Linked DNA regions of Sus scrofa: regions 2 and 3 are each linked to region 1. Evidence: chromatin contacts called from public Hi-C and HiChIP or PLAC-seq data. All regions are on one chromosome and are shown on one strand. The core of a region is the stretch at or near the end of the contact, and the rest is flanking DNA. Distances in the headings are between cores, read along the strand shown.

Evidence for each region. Hi-C and Micro-C count contacts between places; a contact is called where the count stands out from the background. HiChIP or PLAC-seq counts read pairs in DNA pulled down with a chosen protein or histone mark.
Region 2: a Hi-C map of skeletal muscle shows a contact between it and region 1, with 3 times the contacts expected there. The contact joins two enhancer-like sites. A contact is called at or near these places in 4 of 47 Hi-C or Micro-C datasets (epiblast stem cells, fetal heart ventricle, liver and 1 more) and 1 of 2 datasets of contacts at active chromatin or transcription factors (alveolar macrophages).
Region 3: an H3K27ac HiChIP or PLAC-seq map of skeletal muscle shows a contact between it and region 1. The contact joins the promoter of ATP1B1 here to the enhancer-like site in region 1. A contact is called at or near these places in 5 of 47 Hi-C or Micro-C datasets (embryonic fibroblasts, fetal heart ventricle, fetal skeletal muscle and 2 more) and 2 of 2 datasets of contacts at active chromatin or transcription factors (alveolar macrophages and skeletal muscle).

The regions. Positions count from the first base shown.
Region 1 is chr4:81,652,860-81,656,209 of Sscrofa11.1, reverse strand. The region is part of intron 1 of NME7 (nucleoside diphosphate kinase 7); the gene reads right to left. Among named protein-coding and RNA genes, the nearest start is that of NME7, 15 kb to the right of the region's middle. Within about 2 kb of position 1,394, at least 3 of the 83 cell types and tissues checked have an H3K27ac peak or open chromatin away from gene starts, as enhancers often do. A contact at or near this core is called in skeletal muscle, where this site is marked.
Region 2 is chr4:81,918,537-81,921,858 of Sscrofa11.1, reverse strand. ATP1B1 (ATPase, Na+/K+ transporting, beta 1 polypeptide) reads left to right here. Exons shown (of 6, transcript NM_001001542.1): 3 at 2,926-3,081. Among named protein-coding and RNA genes, the nearest start is that of ATP1B1, 17 kb to the left of the region's middle. Within about 2 kb of position 1,533, at least 8 of the 83 cell types and tissues checked have an H3K27ac peak or open chromatin away from gene starts, as enhancers often do. A contact at or near this core is called in skeletal muscle, where this site is marked.
Region 3 is chr4:81,935,750-81,938,812 of Sscrofa11.1, reverse strand. It overlaps ATP1B1 (ATPase, Na+/K+ transporting, beta 1 polypeptide), which reads left to right and starts at 1,798. Exons shown (of 6, transcript NM_001001542.1): 1 at 1,798-2,023. The coding sequence starts at 1,927.

The DNA.
Region 1 (3,350 bases), core at 145-2,644:
TACGAGCATCTCCAGTGTTCATCACCATGCTCATTTTTCCCCTACAGCATTTAACACTTTCAAATATTATGCATATTATAATAATATGCTAATTATTTACTGTATAACTCCCTCAAGAGTATGTAAGACCTGATAGGGCAGGGATTAGTGTCTGTTTTGTTCAAGGATATACCCCAAGGGACCAGGTATATGCATAGCATATTATTGTTAAATATTTCTTTAAACAATTTATTTAAATAATTTATTTAAATATTTATGGTATTATTAAATATTTGTTGAATGAATAAATAAACTTAAAAAGCAGAACTTATCCAGTGGCCAGTATCAAATAAAAATTTATTAATGCCTAAAAAGCTGAATTTATTTATTTCTCCATTCTTTCAACAAATATTGAGTTCCTTCTCTTTGCCAGGCACCACAGCAGACACTGAGGATATTCAAAACAGACAAGGCCCTGTTGACACTGAGCTCACTTACGACTTTCTGTGTCTCCTCCTAGCACTTTAAAAAAATGGTATAATTCTTTGGAGTTCACACTGTGGTGCAGTGGGTTAAGAATTCAACTGCAGTGGCTCAGATCACCCTGCGGCTTGGTTTCAATCCCCTGCCCAGCGCAGTGTGCCAAAGGCAATGTAGTCTCCACTGAGGCTCAGACTCAATCCCTGGCCTGGGAACTTCCATATGCCATGGGTGTAGCCATAAAAAAAAAAGTATAATTCCTGTAATAATAAATGTTATAAAGACAATACAATGCATAAGTAAATGTGTTAATGATTAGGGACAGAGAGCTTCCTTCAACTAGAATAGAGTGTAAAGCCCTCTGGGAAGAGATGTTATTTAAGGTAAAACCAAAATAAGTAGAAGTCAGTCACAAAGAAATCTGGGGTGAATATTTCAGAGACAAAACATATAAAGCTTTAAAGGGGAGGGGGAACTTATGAATTCAAGAAAAAAAAAATAGCTGATACGATCTGAAGGTAGTGGTAGAGAAGCAGATATGGTGGGGAGGCAGTCTACCTCCACTGTGGGGCCCTAAATCCACCCTGACATTTTTAGCAATTTAGACGCATCTTAGAATGTTATTTTTATATCACCTCTCTCTTGTGCTCTTCTCTCTTTTCCCACTGGGGAAAATGCCAATGGTACTGAGTGTCAGTACCAGTGAGTCAAAATCTGAGAAGCCTGTTCCTTAGCAGACCTGGTACTTTTGTGCAAATCAAAAAAAGTTGGACTTTCCTTGTAACATTTTCTGTCATATATTAAAATATATATATGTGATAAATAAGCATATCTGCAGTTCACTTGCAGTTGTGTCGTGCAACATGCACAGCAGCATGTAGGGCCCTAGTTGCAAACCAAAGTGGTTCCATTTTTCCTCTGCTTCAAATACTGAATGCTGTAGATGCTAAATATACACACAGTTCTGGATACTTTGCTATTATTAGTATTCAGCATTAACTACGGTTGGCTACTGATTCTTAGCATTAGCCTCAGGTGAAAAGGAATGAGTACTCTTTGAGAATCAGTCATTGGAGAAAATACTATGTGCACGCTCAAAAGATGCAGATTCAAGGGGCTGTAGGCATGAATGTACTTCTGTAAAAGTGGATAAAGCCGTGACTATATCATCAAGTGTTAGAAGTACTGATTATCACACAGTCTATCTGAAAAGCTGTATATTAGAATAATCTATTCTACCTTTTGAAAACTTTGACCTATATTATTTCATGTGACTCCTGGGTTATCTTAATTTAGTAGTTTTAGGTTTCCTTTAAATAAAATAAAGGATATTTTGGTGGAGTAATATATTCTGCAAAACCATTTTCAAGTTTAATCCCAAAGGGGGCCATTTTCATTATCTAGGCTTCAGTTTCCTAATTTATGAAACGGAAAAGTATGTGTCTTCATCTTCATGAGAAATAATCTGTGATACTATGTCCTTTCTAGATGAAGAGCATTCATATGCCACATCAATATGATTAAAATTAATAAGCAACTAATAATATTCATAAAGGAGATGGTGCCTGAAAGAACGTGTCCAGCAATGAAGGACTGCCACCTAGTGTTCAATGTGGGTTTCAGCATATCCAGGCCACACAACCATTTAACAAACACCTCTCAACCATAGCCCTGTAATTATGTATTAAATCATGGTAATTCTGCAGAGGGCCTAGTTCAGTGTCAAAATATGAATTATGACTTTTTGAATAAAATTTGTATCACTCATATGCTCTATAAATTGAGTTTACAAAAGGAAGTAAACAGTCTTCACTTCTGACTACAAAAAAAAAAAATTAGAAATTTACTCCTAAAAATTTAAAAAAATAGTAAATATCTTGGCCCCAATTTCAGTAGGCTAGAAAGAGCCTGGGATTTCAGGCTAAACAGATTCAAATCAGAACCCTGTCAGTTAACAGCAGTATAACCTTGGGTGTCTTTTATTTTTATTTTTTTTGTGTGTGTGCGTCTTTTCTAGGGCCGCATCCACAGCATATGGAGGTTCCCAGGCTAGAGGACTAATTAGAGCTGTAGCCGCTGGCCTACACCACAGCCACAGCAATGCCAGATCCGAGCTGCATCTGTGACTTACATCACAACTCACGGCAATGCCAGATCCCCAACGCGCTGAGCAAGGTCAGGGTCGGAACCCGCGACCCCATGATTCCTAGTTGGATTCGTTAACCACTGAGCTACAATGGGAACTCCCTGACGTTGGGTGTCTTTTCAACCTGAGATGGTTTCCTTATATGAAAAGAACTTACAGTAGGCATAAAATAAATGACTATATTAGTTATTAAGAAAAACGGGTTTCTCGTTCTGATTTATAAAGAAGTTAATTTGGTTTTTCATATATTCCTCTCCAGTCAACAGGGCTTTAAGAAATGTTTTAATGAAAAGACAACAATTTCATTTCTCTCTATCCCTTGCATAAAAAAAGGACTTAAACTGAATTTTTTTTGATCCCTGCCCTAACCAATTCCAAGCAAGTTTAAAGCATTTTTTTAGCCACTAAAGAAATTATTGGGTTCAAACAGCAGTTCTTATGAAAGAAGACTAATACAGTGAGTTCTGTTCACTTGCTTTTTAACATCTAATACATTACATAACAGGGTTTTCAACAATTTATAAAAATAATTTTTTAAATCCTGTTAAAATATTTCAAGAATATCTTCCTCATGACATTTAAAAAAAAAAAAAAAAGGATGGGATTAATCCAGTATGTGTGTGTGTTTAATCTTTTTTTCTTACCCTTGAATTAATGTCGTCAAATTTCAATAATTTACCCTTGCAAATTCTCCAAAATTAAGCTTCTTTTGGCTTAATCTTCCCTTTAACATTACAAATTTATT
Region 2 (3,322 bases), core at 284-2,783, 270 kb before region 1:
TGAAGATTAAGCAAGACTAATCAGTGCCTCCAGCACACAGAATACCTGAAAAAGGTTCCAGGCACACCTCTAGCCTGACTGATTCAAATGCATTTGCCCCTGCGTTCTCTGGCTGTCTCTGCTCTGCCTGCCTCTCCCAGAGGCCCCTAGCCTGTGAATGTCCCTCAAGGCCCCATTCTCTCCTGACTCCAGGATTATCCTGGGAGAACGTCCCACCCCCCTCAGTTCTTTCGAACCTCTGGCTCTGGGCCTACCTCTGCATTTCCCTGGGGTCTGGGTCCAGGCAAGTCACCTTGACTTAAGTATCTTGTTTACAGTTCAAACCAGCAATGGGCCTCCCTCCCAGACTTTCTGTATTTCATTGTGGCAGCCCTATTTACCATTCTAGCTCAGGCAGGAAATCCCAAAGGAAGCTTCTACTCACCCCTGTTTATTTTACTTTATTTATGTTTGCATGTATCTGTCATCTTCATTATGTGGCTTCCTTGTACCATAAATGCTCATGATGCCAATTTTCTAACTTAATGTAGAAAAGCATTATTTAGGGTATATTTAAATGGCTTAAGTCATAGAATTTTCTGTGGATTGTGAGCATCTTTAAATTTTTTTTTTTTTTTTAATGGCCTGGGGCATGTGGAAGTTCCCAGGCCAGGGTTGAATCTGAGTCACAGCATTGTGGCAATGCTGGATCCTTTAACCCACTACTCCAGCCCGGGAATTGAACCCAAACCTCTGCAGCAACCTGAGCTGCTGTAATTGGATACATAACCCACTGTGCCACAGCAGGAACTGCTTAAAAAATTTTAAATTATAATAAACTTTTTTTATTTTTAACTGAAGATTTTTTTTTTCTGCTTCTTCCCCTTTGACTCACTTCCATCACTGTTGACAGCTTTTTCTCTTGAATTCCTTAGGTTCTACATCATCCTTTCTGAGGCGATTCTTTTTTTTTTTTTTTTTTTTCCTTTTAGGGCCACCACCATGGCAGTGGAAGTTCACAGACTAAGGGTCGATGGGACCTGCAGATGCTGGCCTGCGCCACAGCCATGAAATGTGGGATCTGAGCCACGTCTTCGGTTTCCACCATAGCTCACAGCAACACCAGATCCTTAAAGTACTGAGCAAGGTCAGGGATTGAACCTGAATCCTCATGGATACTAGTCAGGTTTGTAACCTGCTGAGCCACAGAGGGAACTCCCTGAGATGATTCCTAATGTCACTCGTAGTTTGTCTCAGGCACCCACTCAGCCTAGCTCCAGACCCTCCCATTCCTGGTCTTCATCGCCATCCTTTCCATTTTTCTTGTGAACAGTAAGCATGGAAGAACTTGCCCATTCAGCCCTGAGCTGGGCTTCTCTCATTATACCTGCTTTAGAAGCTCAAGGCCATCCTTAATGATGAGAAGAAAAAAAAAAAAATGGCCATTTAGCACAGCCCCTCCTGAAGCCTGTTTTCAAGCCTCACTAATGGTGCTGCTAAATGCCTACCACACCCTAATCATCCCTTCCACTTTAACTCGGACACTATTTTTATACTTGCATCAGGATTGCCACACTCAGGTTCTGGTTCTCTTAAGCAGTGGTTCTCAAACCAAGAGTGCTTAAGGATCTCTTGTATTTGTTAAGCAGAGATTCTCAAGTCCCACCCTTGGAGGTTGTGACTTAGCAGATCCCAGATGGAGCTTGGGAGGCTGCTTGTTTAACAAGTCCCTAGGTGGGAGTGATGTGGGTACCCTGAAGAGCTGTGATGATGAGGCACCTTTTGTCCCCAATACAAAGAGGGCAGGTCTGGGAGTGGGGATTCAAATAGGGTTGCCAGATTTGCAAATAAAAATACAGGATGCCAGTAACTTTTTAATGTAAGTTTGCCCCAAATATTATATGAGACGTACTTATATAAAAAATTATTCATGGTTTATCTAAAATTCAAATTTAACCCTGCATCTTGTATTTTATGTGGCAGTCCTAGAATAGGATGCCGTCGTGATGGAATCTCCACCCACCGTCTTGGATGGTGCTGTGAAGTGTTGTTCAGATATCTGTTAGGCAGTCCTGCAAATGGCAGAATTTTTTGGAAATTAAAGAATCTAAAAAGTCAGTTAAAGAGCAGAAATCCCAGGTACTCATACTTTGGTTTTTTGCTGAGAATAACCACCTAGGTTTTGAATGGAAAGCAGGAGTGGTGACTACACATAAATTCCATGGTCCTCCAGTTTAGGCTAAAAGATCCAGAGAAATGTCTCTATTGAGTAGGCTTGAGTTGTAAAGTTTGTATAGTCATAAATCAGTTGATTAAAAGGATTATGGAAGAAGACCTTCAGTCTTATGTGCAGTTAGGGAAGGGAAGGCCACCTGCTCCAGATGCTGGCTAACAATGCATTGTTTTTTAACTTGGGCACACAGGAAGAAAGATAACAGGCTTTGAAGTACATCATGCTTGGGTTGGAATTCTGGTTCCACCACTTCCTTTGTGACCTTGGGCCAGGTACTTAACCTTTCCATGCAGCAAGTGTTTTCATTCATAAAATAGAGATATGCCTATCATGAAGTGTTGCTGGGAAAATTAAATGATGTATGATAATAAGGCATAGTCATTGGTACTTAACGTACTTAACCTAAATGCCAGAGAAGGGATTTCACAAGAGAGATAAGAATTTGACCTATTCTTTTTTTTATATTTTTTTATTACTCAAATGAATTTATGACATCTGTAGTTGTATAATGATCATAATCTGATTTCACAGGATTTCCATCCCACAGCCCAAGCACATCCCCCCACCCCCCAAACTGTCTCCTTATTCTTTTCAGTGAAATGGAATTACCAAATACATTTTATGTGTGGAAAGTCTGCTTTTGAATTATCTTGGTTGACTGCCTTCTCACTAATGATTTTCCCTGTGTTTTTCTCACTTTCTCCCTGGTCTAGGATTAACACAGATTCCTCAGAGCCAAAAGACTGAAATTTCTTTTCGTCCTAATGATCCCCAAAGCTATGAATCCTATGTGGTAAGCATAGTGAGGTTCCTGGAGAAGTACAAAGATTTGGCGCAGAAGGATGATATGATTTTTGAAGATTGTGGCAGTAAGTAGACATATTTTAGATGTTTGTGGTTGGTTTATTCTTATTTCCTGTTTCTATTTGGTATTTAATGATTGAAAGATATGCCTGAAATAAGTAAAAGATGGAACTCTGGCCATATTGAGAGGGTCCTTTTTTTAAAAAAAAAACAAAAAAAAACAGGAAGACTTTTTGGGTTGGGCTTGTATACAGTGAAACAAACAGTATAGCCTCAAGTATTACTGTTATTTGCATTTGAAAGGGG
Region 3 (3,063 bases), core at 549-3,048, 280 kb before region 1:
TACTTGTAGCAGGCCCTCTGGGGCTGGGGTGGATGGGTGGCTGCTTCTGCATTTCAGGAATTTTCAGGTTTGCCCAAGTCTCGCAGGTGGGCCTTTGGAAGGACTGATGAGGAAGAGCTCATGCTACAGCAATTCAAGCTTGTCCATAGACCTGCGAGTTTGACCTGGGTGACAGAAAGGAAACCCTGACAAGCCTCCCTTGCGTTGTCTGTCTGGATACAGGGAGGGGAAATCTTTTCTGGGATGGGCTACATAGCTCCCTGGGGATGTAGCTTCTGTACATTGACTGCAGAGGCGCCCCTGCTGATTTCTGCTGTGTCACTGCCTCAAGAGGGATGTGTGAAGCTGCTCAGGGGTTTGGCGGAGGGAGATGAAACCAAGGAGTTTGGCTGTTGATGCACAGGGGATAAAGAAGGGGGAGGGATAAAGGATGCCAAGGATTGCCTGCACCTTCTCGCGATTTATACTAGGCTTTCCAGATCCTTTTTGGCCCCAGGTCTTTTAGAGAAGAACAAAGTGGTCGGTACCCACCCAAGGGGCGTGAAAACCCGTCCCTGAGAACACCAGCCTGGGATTCGACGCCAAGGGGAGTCATTGGTGGCTAGGTCACGTGCAAACATTGTCGCCGCCGGGGTCTAGACTGGTGTGAGCCGCCAGGCAATGCGACTGGTTTCTGAAGGAGCGACCCACTGGGGGCCGGCTGGTCGGCCTCCAACACCTCCTACCCCTTTCAAACCCCGGATCCGGCTTGCCGCCCTGGGTGGGTTTGGCAATTATCCTGCTTGAGGTGGTTCAGGCCGCCCACAAGGAGCATAGCCCGGCAGTCAGGAGCCAGGGCTGCTGGCTGGGCTGGCCTGGAAGGAGAGGGACGGGCCGGAACTGCAACCGCAGTGGCGGGGAGACCGGAGGGGGTGGCAGGTGCAGCAGCAGAGAGGCGGGGCGGAGCTGGGCAGAGTCCCTGATTCTCAGGCGTCCCGGAGTGACCTACCCCCACCCAGCTAGGGCCTAGGAGAAGTGGAAGTGCGGAGAAGAGAGGCTGAGAGTGCACGAGAGGGACTGACTGGATCGGGACAGCCGGGCTGGGGTCCCGAAGGGTCTGCGGGGCGCCAGGCAAGGCAGGTGCGGGTCACCTCACTACGGAAAAGGCGGGTTCGTGCACAGCCCAACGCGAGGAGGGGGCTGTTAGGTGCTGCGGCCTCGCCACTCACAGTTCTCTCCGCCCCTCCCCGCGCCCCCGCTCCCTGGCTCCCTAGACCGCCCCTCACGCCGCTACCGCAGCTCCTTTGTGCCAACCCCGCGCCCGCCCCCTCGGGCCCCAGGCCCCGCCCCCTCCACGCCGGCTATTGGCCCGCCGGGTCGCTAGTGGGCGGGGCGCCCCGTCGCCACGGCGCGGTATATAGTAAAGGTAGGGCGTGCGCCCTCAGCCAATTTCTCGGCTCGTGGCGGGTGGCTGTAGCCTGGGCCCGCAGTCCATTTGTTCGTCCTTCCCTTTGACTTTTCCTTGTCCCCTGCCTGTCTCTGCAGAGGTCACAGGAGGCGGGGGCCGAGCACGCGTCCTCGGTGGCAGCTGGAGTGGCAGCTGCGGGTTTGTGGAGCCCCCGAATCCCCAAGGGCAAGGGGAGCGCGTGGCGGACCAAAGAGGGCCAGTGAGCGGTCGTGCGCCCACCAATAGGTGCGGGGCTCGGAGACGCCCAGCCTGCGCGGTCCCTCCCTCCTCCCTCCGCCCCCGCCGCCGCCGCCTCCCCCTCCTCCCGCTCCTGACTCTGCTCCTCCACCGCGCGTCTGGCACTCTGAAAGCCGCAGCGGCAGCGGCGGGTGCAGCCTGCGGAGAGCCAGGCAGGGGACACTGATCGGCAGGAGAGGACGCAAGAGCGCACGCGGCAATCACCCATCTTCAATCCCCGCAGCAGCTGCTGACCCGCCACCATGGCCCGCGGAAAAGCCAAGGAGGAGGGCAGCTGGAAGAAATTCATCTGGAACTCCGAAAAGAAGGAGTTTTTGGGCAGGACCGGTGGCAGTTGGTGTAAGTATGGGTTTCGCAGCTCTCGCCCCCAGCGCCTTGCCTTTCGGCTCATCCCCCGGGCAGGCTCTGCGGACCGCACCGCGCGCTCCGCGCTGGCAAGGGCGGAGGGTCGGGTGGTGAGCACTGCTACGATCGCGCGGGCCTGGGCTTGCTGTCCTGTATGGAATTCAGAATCCCTGGATAGGCGCGGGCAAGCAGAGGGTTACGTATATTGTAGCGGTCTTGGGAACTTGCAGTTTATATGACATCGCTTGAGCCCTTCGGTCCTGGGCATGGTCGGGCTGTGGGAGACTAGATATGTCTCTTCTTGTAGTCAGGTCCTAAAAAATAAGATTTGAGGCTCTGAAAGAACAGCCTGAGGGTAATCGGACCGAATGCAGGCGAGGTTGTGTGTTAAAGCACCTTTTTTTTCTAGTCTAAATATGTACCTCCAAAGGCCGGCGGCGGGCGGGGGTGGGGTGGGGGTGCGGGGAGCGGTAGTGATGGCAGAATCCATACACACTGCAGTATTTCGTAGCGATGCCCAGAGTTTCCTCCAGTGAACTGCCGTGGAGTCATCACAGCCCAGGAATGACCCAGGAAGCTCCATGTCAGGACTCCGTTTCTGAGCCTTGGCCCCAAAACATGGCAAAATCGGGTTGTTGTCAGTGTCTACAGAGCCAGATGCAGAACCGGGTACGATGAAGGGTTAGTGTGAAATAAATGGCACAAAGGCAGAGGCAGGTCATCTGATACGATTTGGGGCAGCCTGTTGCTTGGCTAAATAGACCCCCTCCCCATTGAAAATTATATTGCTTACTTGTCTTCCACCTCTCTACACAGGAAGGGTGACTTTTTTTAAAAGGTCATTTTGAAGGGCAGTTGTAGGCAAATCTGTAAGAGTCGTGACTGCGGAAGAGAGAGAGAGAGGGAGGGAACTCCCCCCTCCTGCATCACTGCCCCCCCTTCTCTAATATCATCATCACCATCATCATCATCTGCACCACTAGCACCACCACTGCAGCCACTAAGGGAGCCCTGGGTAGGTGCTGATGTGGTGT